Regions from separate parts of the Mus musculus genome. Here region 2 is linked to region 1. A link is a contact called in public HiChIP or PLAC-seq data. All regions are on one chromosome and are shown on one strand. The core of a region is the stretch at or near the end of the contact, and the rest is flanking DNA. Distances in the headings are between cores, read along the strand shown. Region 1 overlaps Neo1 (neogenin). Region 2 overlaps Pkm (pyruvate kinase, muscle).

Evidence for each region. HiChIP or PLAC-seq counts read pairs in DNA pulled down with a chosen protein or histone mark.
Region 2: a FOXA1 HiChIP or PLAC-seq map of pancreatic cancer cells shows a contact between it and region 1. The contact joins two enhancer-like sites. A contact is called at or near these places in 1 of 39 promoter capture datasets (pre-B cells), 3 of 115 datasets of contacts at active chromatin or transcription factors (embryonic stem cells, large pre-B cells and pancreatic cancer cells) and 1 of 9 other capture datasets (adipose tissue).

What each region holds. Positions count from the first base shown.
Region 1 is chr9:58,977,804-58,980,811 of GRCm38.p6, reverse strand. Neo1 (neogenin) reads left to right here. Exons shown (of 28, transcript NM_001042752.1): 5 at 2,051-2,187. Among named protein-coding and RNA genes, the nearest start is that of Neo1, 57 kb to the left of the region's middle. Within about 2 kb of position 1,466, at least 40 of the 459 cell types and tissues checked have an H3K27ac peak or open chromatin away from gene starts, as enhancers often do. A contact at or near this core is called in pancreatic cancer cells, where this site is marked.
Region 2 is chr9:59,666,351-59,669,358 of GRCm38.p6, reverse strand. It overlaps Pkm (pyruvate kinase, muscle), which reads right to left. Exons shown (of 11, transcript NM_011099.4): 4 at 679-810; 5 at 260-446. Among named protein-coding and RNA genes, the nearest start is that of Pkm, 11 kb to the right of the region's middle. Within about 2 kb of position 1,523, at least 42 of the 459 cell types and tissues checked have an H3K27ac peak or open chromatin away from gene starts, as enhancers often do. A contact at or near this core is called in pancreatic cancer cells, where this site is marked.

The sequences.
Region 1 (3,008 bases), core at 217-2,716:
TATTTGAAGATTTTTTTTTTTGACAGCAAATGGTTTTTAATCCAACGTGAATATATTATGGTGAATAATATTTCTATGAACTCTGTGGCTAAACCAGGAGACTTTGAAGAACAAGTACATGGTTGTTCTGCCTCTAGTTCTCTAGGCACTTAAATACTTATGAGTATGTCGAGGAAAATCTGAGAAATGCTGCTTTCTTGTGTCACTGCCTCAGAGAACGTCAAGACTTAAGGAGATTGCGATGTCAGCACTCTCCATCCTGGCCTCTCTATCTGGGGAGGCCAAATGTTCAGCAGTGTGTTTTTGGCTGAATTACTGAGTGTTACATGAGGAAACAGAAATAGGTAATAAAACAGAGAAGTCCTTCAGGTTGGATGTAGGTAGTTATCCATAATGTCTTTGTTTTTGCCAGCACCTGAGAAGTGTGGGCGGATTATGCCTAATTTATTACTTAGATTTCAGATTTCAATATTAAAGGGGAAAATGTCTAGAAATCTCAATAGTGCTGGGCTATGTAGAAAAACAAGGTATCGTAAGCATTAGGCATCCTTATTACATCTTTGAAAACAAACACACAAGATCACTATAGGGTTTTTTTTTTTAAACAAATGTCTTAGAATTGATAACATTTAAATTTGTTCGTATATGTTAATATAAAAAAGCAGATAGAATGAGGGATGTGGAAATGGTTTTGTAGAGGAACCCAAAGAATGAGTGCTAAAGCAGGAGGTGAGCAGCAACAAAGTATATGTCAGTGATTGGATAATACCTTCTCTTAGAAGACCGTAGTTCTGAGTGCAGGGACAAAGAAAGGGCTTGCTTACCATACTACAGCTCTTGGTGGTGTGATGGCTCACGCTTGGTGGTGTGATGGCTGGTGTGATGGCTGGTGTGATGGCTGGTGTGATGGCTGGTGTGATGGCTGGCTCACGCTTCCAGGACCATCAAGTACAGGAGTGGATTCTTCAGAGTTTCACTTTTCAAGACTTCATTTCTAGTTAGCACCAGCCTGGAAACAATAGTGAAATAAATAGTGGGTGGGGGAGGGGGGGGGGGCTTTTGGGATAGCATTGGAAATGTAAATGAAATAAATACCTAATTAAAAAAATAATGAAATAAATAAAAAAAAGCTTTAAGTGGCTGCTTTAATTGCATACCTGTAGATTTATATTCCTTGCTTTGTTCAGATATCTTTGTCTATTGATCTAGTTCATAATTCTCCAGATGAACTAAACTTTTTAACTTTAGAAAAATTTGAGAATATTGATTTTCAATTATTTCTGTTATAGGATTGTTGTTTTTTATGTAAATAGGCTTCTATCACCGTAGATTTATGAAAGTATTCATCATCTTTATTGTAAATGGAGTGATGGATGTTGGCTGATTTGCGCCCAGTACACACCCTGGGAGTTACTCAGTGGCATCTGTCCTTCCCTTTTCCTTCCTGTCTTTTTTTTTTTTTTTTAAATACAAACCCATCCCTATCCCCACCTCCTATTTCCTAGCCAGGTCACCATAGGAAACTTTCAGTTGGTGGCACCACCTCATGACTCGTCACCTCGTGACTCGTCGCCTCGTGACTCGTCACCTCATGACTCGTCACCTCGTGACTCGTCGCCTCGTGACTTGCTGCTTGAGTTAACATTTTGCCCTCTGTATTTTTCTTCCTGTTAGTAATCTCATCATGGCGCAGCTGTGGTGAAGTTGGTCTTAGATTGGTTGCAAACTTTAAAATACATAATTTCCATTAAGCGACCAGAATAGGGAGACAGCGATACACTGGAGGAAGTTGAATTGGTCATAAAAGTAATAACTCTTTGGGAATAGCTAGAAGTGCCAGAGATTGTGAAAATTTATTTGTACACGGTGGCATTTATGCATATAAAATAAGAGCAAAACAAACAAATTAAATTCTGATGATTTTTTTGTTAATCTTAGTCAGCTTGTAGCCATCACTATAACAGTGTTTGTGTGCTATTATGGGAAAAGCCTCATAGGAATTCTTTTCCTCATGCTGAAATGTATCGTTTTGTTTGTGTGTTTAATCCAGCTCTGGCAGGTTGGTCTTGCTAGCAGGAGGTTGCTTGGAGATCAGTGATGTCACTGAGGATGATGCTGGGACTTATTTTTGCATAGCTGATAATGGAAATAAGACAGTTGAAGCTCAGGCGGAGCTTACTGTGCAAGGTATGTAAATATTTACTGTGAAATTAAAAATGTTGTTTACTGTCCAGGTCTACTGATTAACAGTAATATGAGAAAGGCAGTACATCATAATCGTTAAAATGCAAACGTCTAGACCGTATCACTTGAATTCAAATTCTGAGTCTGCATTTCACAAATACAGCAATAGAAATTTTTCTTTTCATATATGTGTATGCAGTATGTGTGTATGCATGTTCACATGTGTTTGAGGAGCACATGTTGGGGAGTGCATGTCTAGTCCTGAGACTGATAGCAGAGTCTCTTAGTCAAATCTAGAGCTTGCTGGTGAGGTTACTCTTGCTACCCAGCTTTCTGTGGGGATTCTGTGTCTCTGCCTTCCAAGGCTGGAATTACAGATGAGCTGCCACGTGCACCTGACGTTTGTGTAGGTTCTGGGATCTAAACTCATCCTCTTCACTTCAGCAGTTAAAGCACTTTCTGAAATGAGTTTGTTAGAGAAAACTGTAGAGAAGTTTCACATAATTAAAATTTACCATCTTGCAGACCAACATGTTATTGACACAAGAATAGGAAATAAAAAAGAATGAAGTCCAACTATTAATTGCAGTACTGTGACCACAGTTGTCAGGATCAGAGCCTGACCCTAGCAGCACCAACAAGCGAGGATTAGCCACCTGTCTTCAACAGGCCAATTAAAGAGAAAAATAACAGTGAAAAGCAGAGAAAGAAGATTTACTCAGTGGCCATAATGCAAAGAACAAATAAAGAAGTCTAGTGACCTCCACCTCTCAAGTCCTGAATTATGTATGCCCCCAAACCCGGAAATTGTTGTTAGGAGCATC
Region 2 (3,008 bases), core at 274-2,773, 690 kb before region 1:
TGTGAGCAACCATGTGGTTACTGGGATATTTGAACTCAGGATCTTCGGAAGATCAGTCAGTACTGAGCCATCTCTCCAGCCCCATCTGCCTTTTTTCTGAGACAGTATTTCAGACAGGTCAGGGACGCAGACCAACAATAACCTTAGACTTTTGATCCTCTGGAGATTAAACCCAGATCTTCATACATTCGAGGTCTGTGCTTGCCAGAGCTCTGGGGATTGGAGTTGGCATTGGCCACGGACTGTGTACCAGACATACCTTTCTCCTTCACCTGCAGTGAGATGAGCCCATCGTCCACGTAGATCTTGCTGCCCACCTCCACCACCTTGCAGATGTTCTTGTAGTCCAGCCACAGGATGTTCTCGTCACACTTCTCCATGTAAGCGTTGTCCAGGGTGATCTTCAGAGTGGCTCCCTTCTTCAGCTCCACCTCAGCGGTGCCGCTCTATGGATTAAAGCAGGAAATGGGAGTGTGAACTGAAGAAGCCAATGCCCCTGATGGGGGCGCTCAACTCTGGCTCAAAGTCCAAAGAAACCTCTCACCTTTCTATAAAGCCTGAATTTGTATATTGAGGAAGAAATAAAACAAACAAAATACCCGTTTCCCAGAGTGAGACTAAATAGGTTATTTACATAGCAAAAGTGTGACCCCCTACCAGGCTATTCTAGATACTCACGCCCTTGATGAGTCCAGTCCGGATCTCAGGTCCCTTTGTATCCAGAGCCACCGCAACAGGACGGTAGAGAATGGGATCAGATGCAAAGCTTTCTGTGGCTTCACGGACATTCTTGATGGTCTCTGCATGGTACTGGAGAAAGAAAGGCAGATTGGCAGGTGAGGTGTCCCTGTCCAGTTTCCAATCCCCACCCTGGAGCTAAAGATGATCAATTAGCAAATAAAAAAAAAAAAGTATGTCTGACTCCTGACCTTCACCCATCTCCTAACCTTAGCAATATCCATTCTTCCCTCTACACAACAGCATCAACTCCAACTCTCATACAGTTCCAGAATACTGCCACCAAAATCAATTAAAGGGAAGACTATAAACCCATCCTGTGGGACCCTTCTGTTGTCCCAGTGTCCCTAGGACTCACCAAGGGATGCTAATCAGGACAAGCAAAGACCCAGGATTTGTGTTTGAAGATTTCTGCCCTGGCAGCCTCTATCTGTTTTCACTATCGATCCCAACTGCAATTCAAACTCAAAGCTGTTGACTTAGTGAGCAATGGCCGAGCTAAACAGCTCTAGTCACGCAGACCCTGCTTTCATAACCACTTCCTCCGACCAGGAGCCTGCCCCGGTGCAACCGCCATTGCTTTCTTCACTTGTAATAAAGTTTCCCCAAACCTTTTCCCTTTCCTATCTGGGACTCAGAGCCAAGATAGCAAAATAGTTTGTTGCCAGTGCATATCCTTGTGACACTGGTGACAATGGACCATTCAATTCAGCACTTTATGAGTCTGGTCCTTGAACCACTGAGCACAGCAAAACACCTGCAAGCCTGTTTGTTAGGGCAGAGCTGGAACCACCATTCATCCACAAGGACCGAAGCTGCCCAAAGGCTGACCACCACCCGGTAACCCAGCTCCAGATATCCCAAAATATTGACTACCGACTGCCTTCATTTGCTTTAGAGATCCTCTAGAAGTTTGGATTTCTCCCTTAATTTCCACTGAAGAATTATGGCTGTACACACTGAGTTACACACCTCAGCACATTCACGAGCATAATAAACACTCTTCAGCTTCGTATATATAAAGCTGCATTGTGATTGGAGTATCTGGTGGTGAATTAGCCTTCTCTGCATGGTAACACTGCTGGGAGCTGGGTCGTGCTATCCATTATCACAGCTGTGGTTTTTCTGGCATGTAACCAAATGGGGAAGACTGGCAGCCATCAGTGCTATCCTTGTAGAGGCTCTAAATTTAGGCTGTTTAAAAGCCAGTGTGGGAGTACAGTACTGCCTGTTCAGCAAGAATGACACATCTTGAATATGTGAAAAGCAAGAGATGGGAATTAGAGACACAGCCAAAGCTGTCAAGATCAGGTGCAGCTAGGTGGCTGATGTTCCTGTCAGAGGGAAGGAGCTTGGTTTCCACGGTCTCCAGGGAATCACCAAGACCAGCACCACCATCACCCAGAGCCTCACTGAAGGTGCACATGGAATAAGAGCCCTGACTTGTGAAGCTTTATATTGTGATATAAAAAGGTTCAAAGTACAGCCAATCTCTAATGCCTTAGTCTGAAATCAAGGCAGAGCTGGCCTGCCCAGTGGTCTGGACAGTCTCACTGTCCCCTGCCCTCTTAGACCTGCTGCATGGTGTTATTTTACTGGACTCAAGAGCCCTAAAGGTCAGCACCTCCAAATCTATTTTTGCCTGACTAAACACACTACTCGCAAGGACCATGGCAAGTGGCCCTAGTTCTGTCTCTGAACTAGGCTCACCTTCTTCCTGGGAGCTCCTGTGGAAAGCCAGAGTTTGGAAAATAAGGACCTCTCCTGGTTTGCAATAAGATCTTACTATGTTACTGAGGATAGTCCCCATTCTGGCCTCAAAACCACAATCTTGTACCACCACACCCAGCAAGAATGTGTCAAATATTGCTTAGGTGCCTGAGGAACTATCTCAGGTTCCATGACATTTGGGCACTAGCCTCCAAGCTATTTATGGAATATGGGTTAGGGAATCTATGAAGATTCTCATGTTCTGGGGTTCACTTCTTGGACCATTCTTCTCCATCTATTTTTAGTCCAAACAACTTCCAAAGGTCAGAGGGCAAAACAGCACAGGGTTAATGCTTTTACTCTAAATAGGACACAGAAACCAAGAGGCAGAGAGGAGTCTCCTTCCCTCCTTCACCAATACCAGTAGGAAATCCACAGTCAAGTTAGAAAGTATTTAAAAAGCTGGGCGGTGGTGGCACAAGCCTTTAATCCCAGCACTCGGGAGGCAGAGGCAGGTAGATTTCTGAATTCGAGGCCAGCCTGGTCTACAAAGTGAGTTC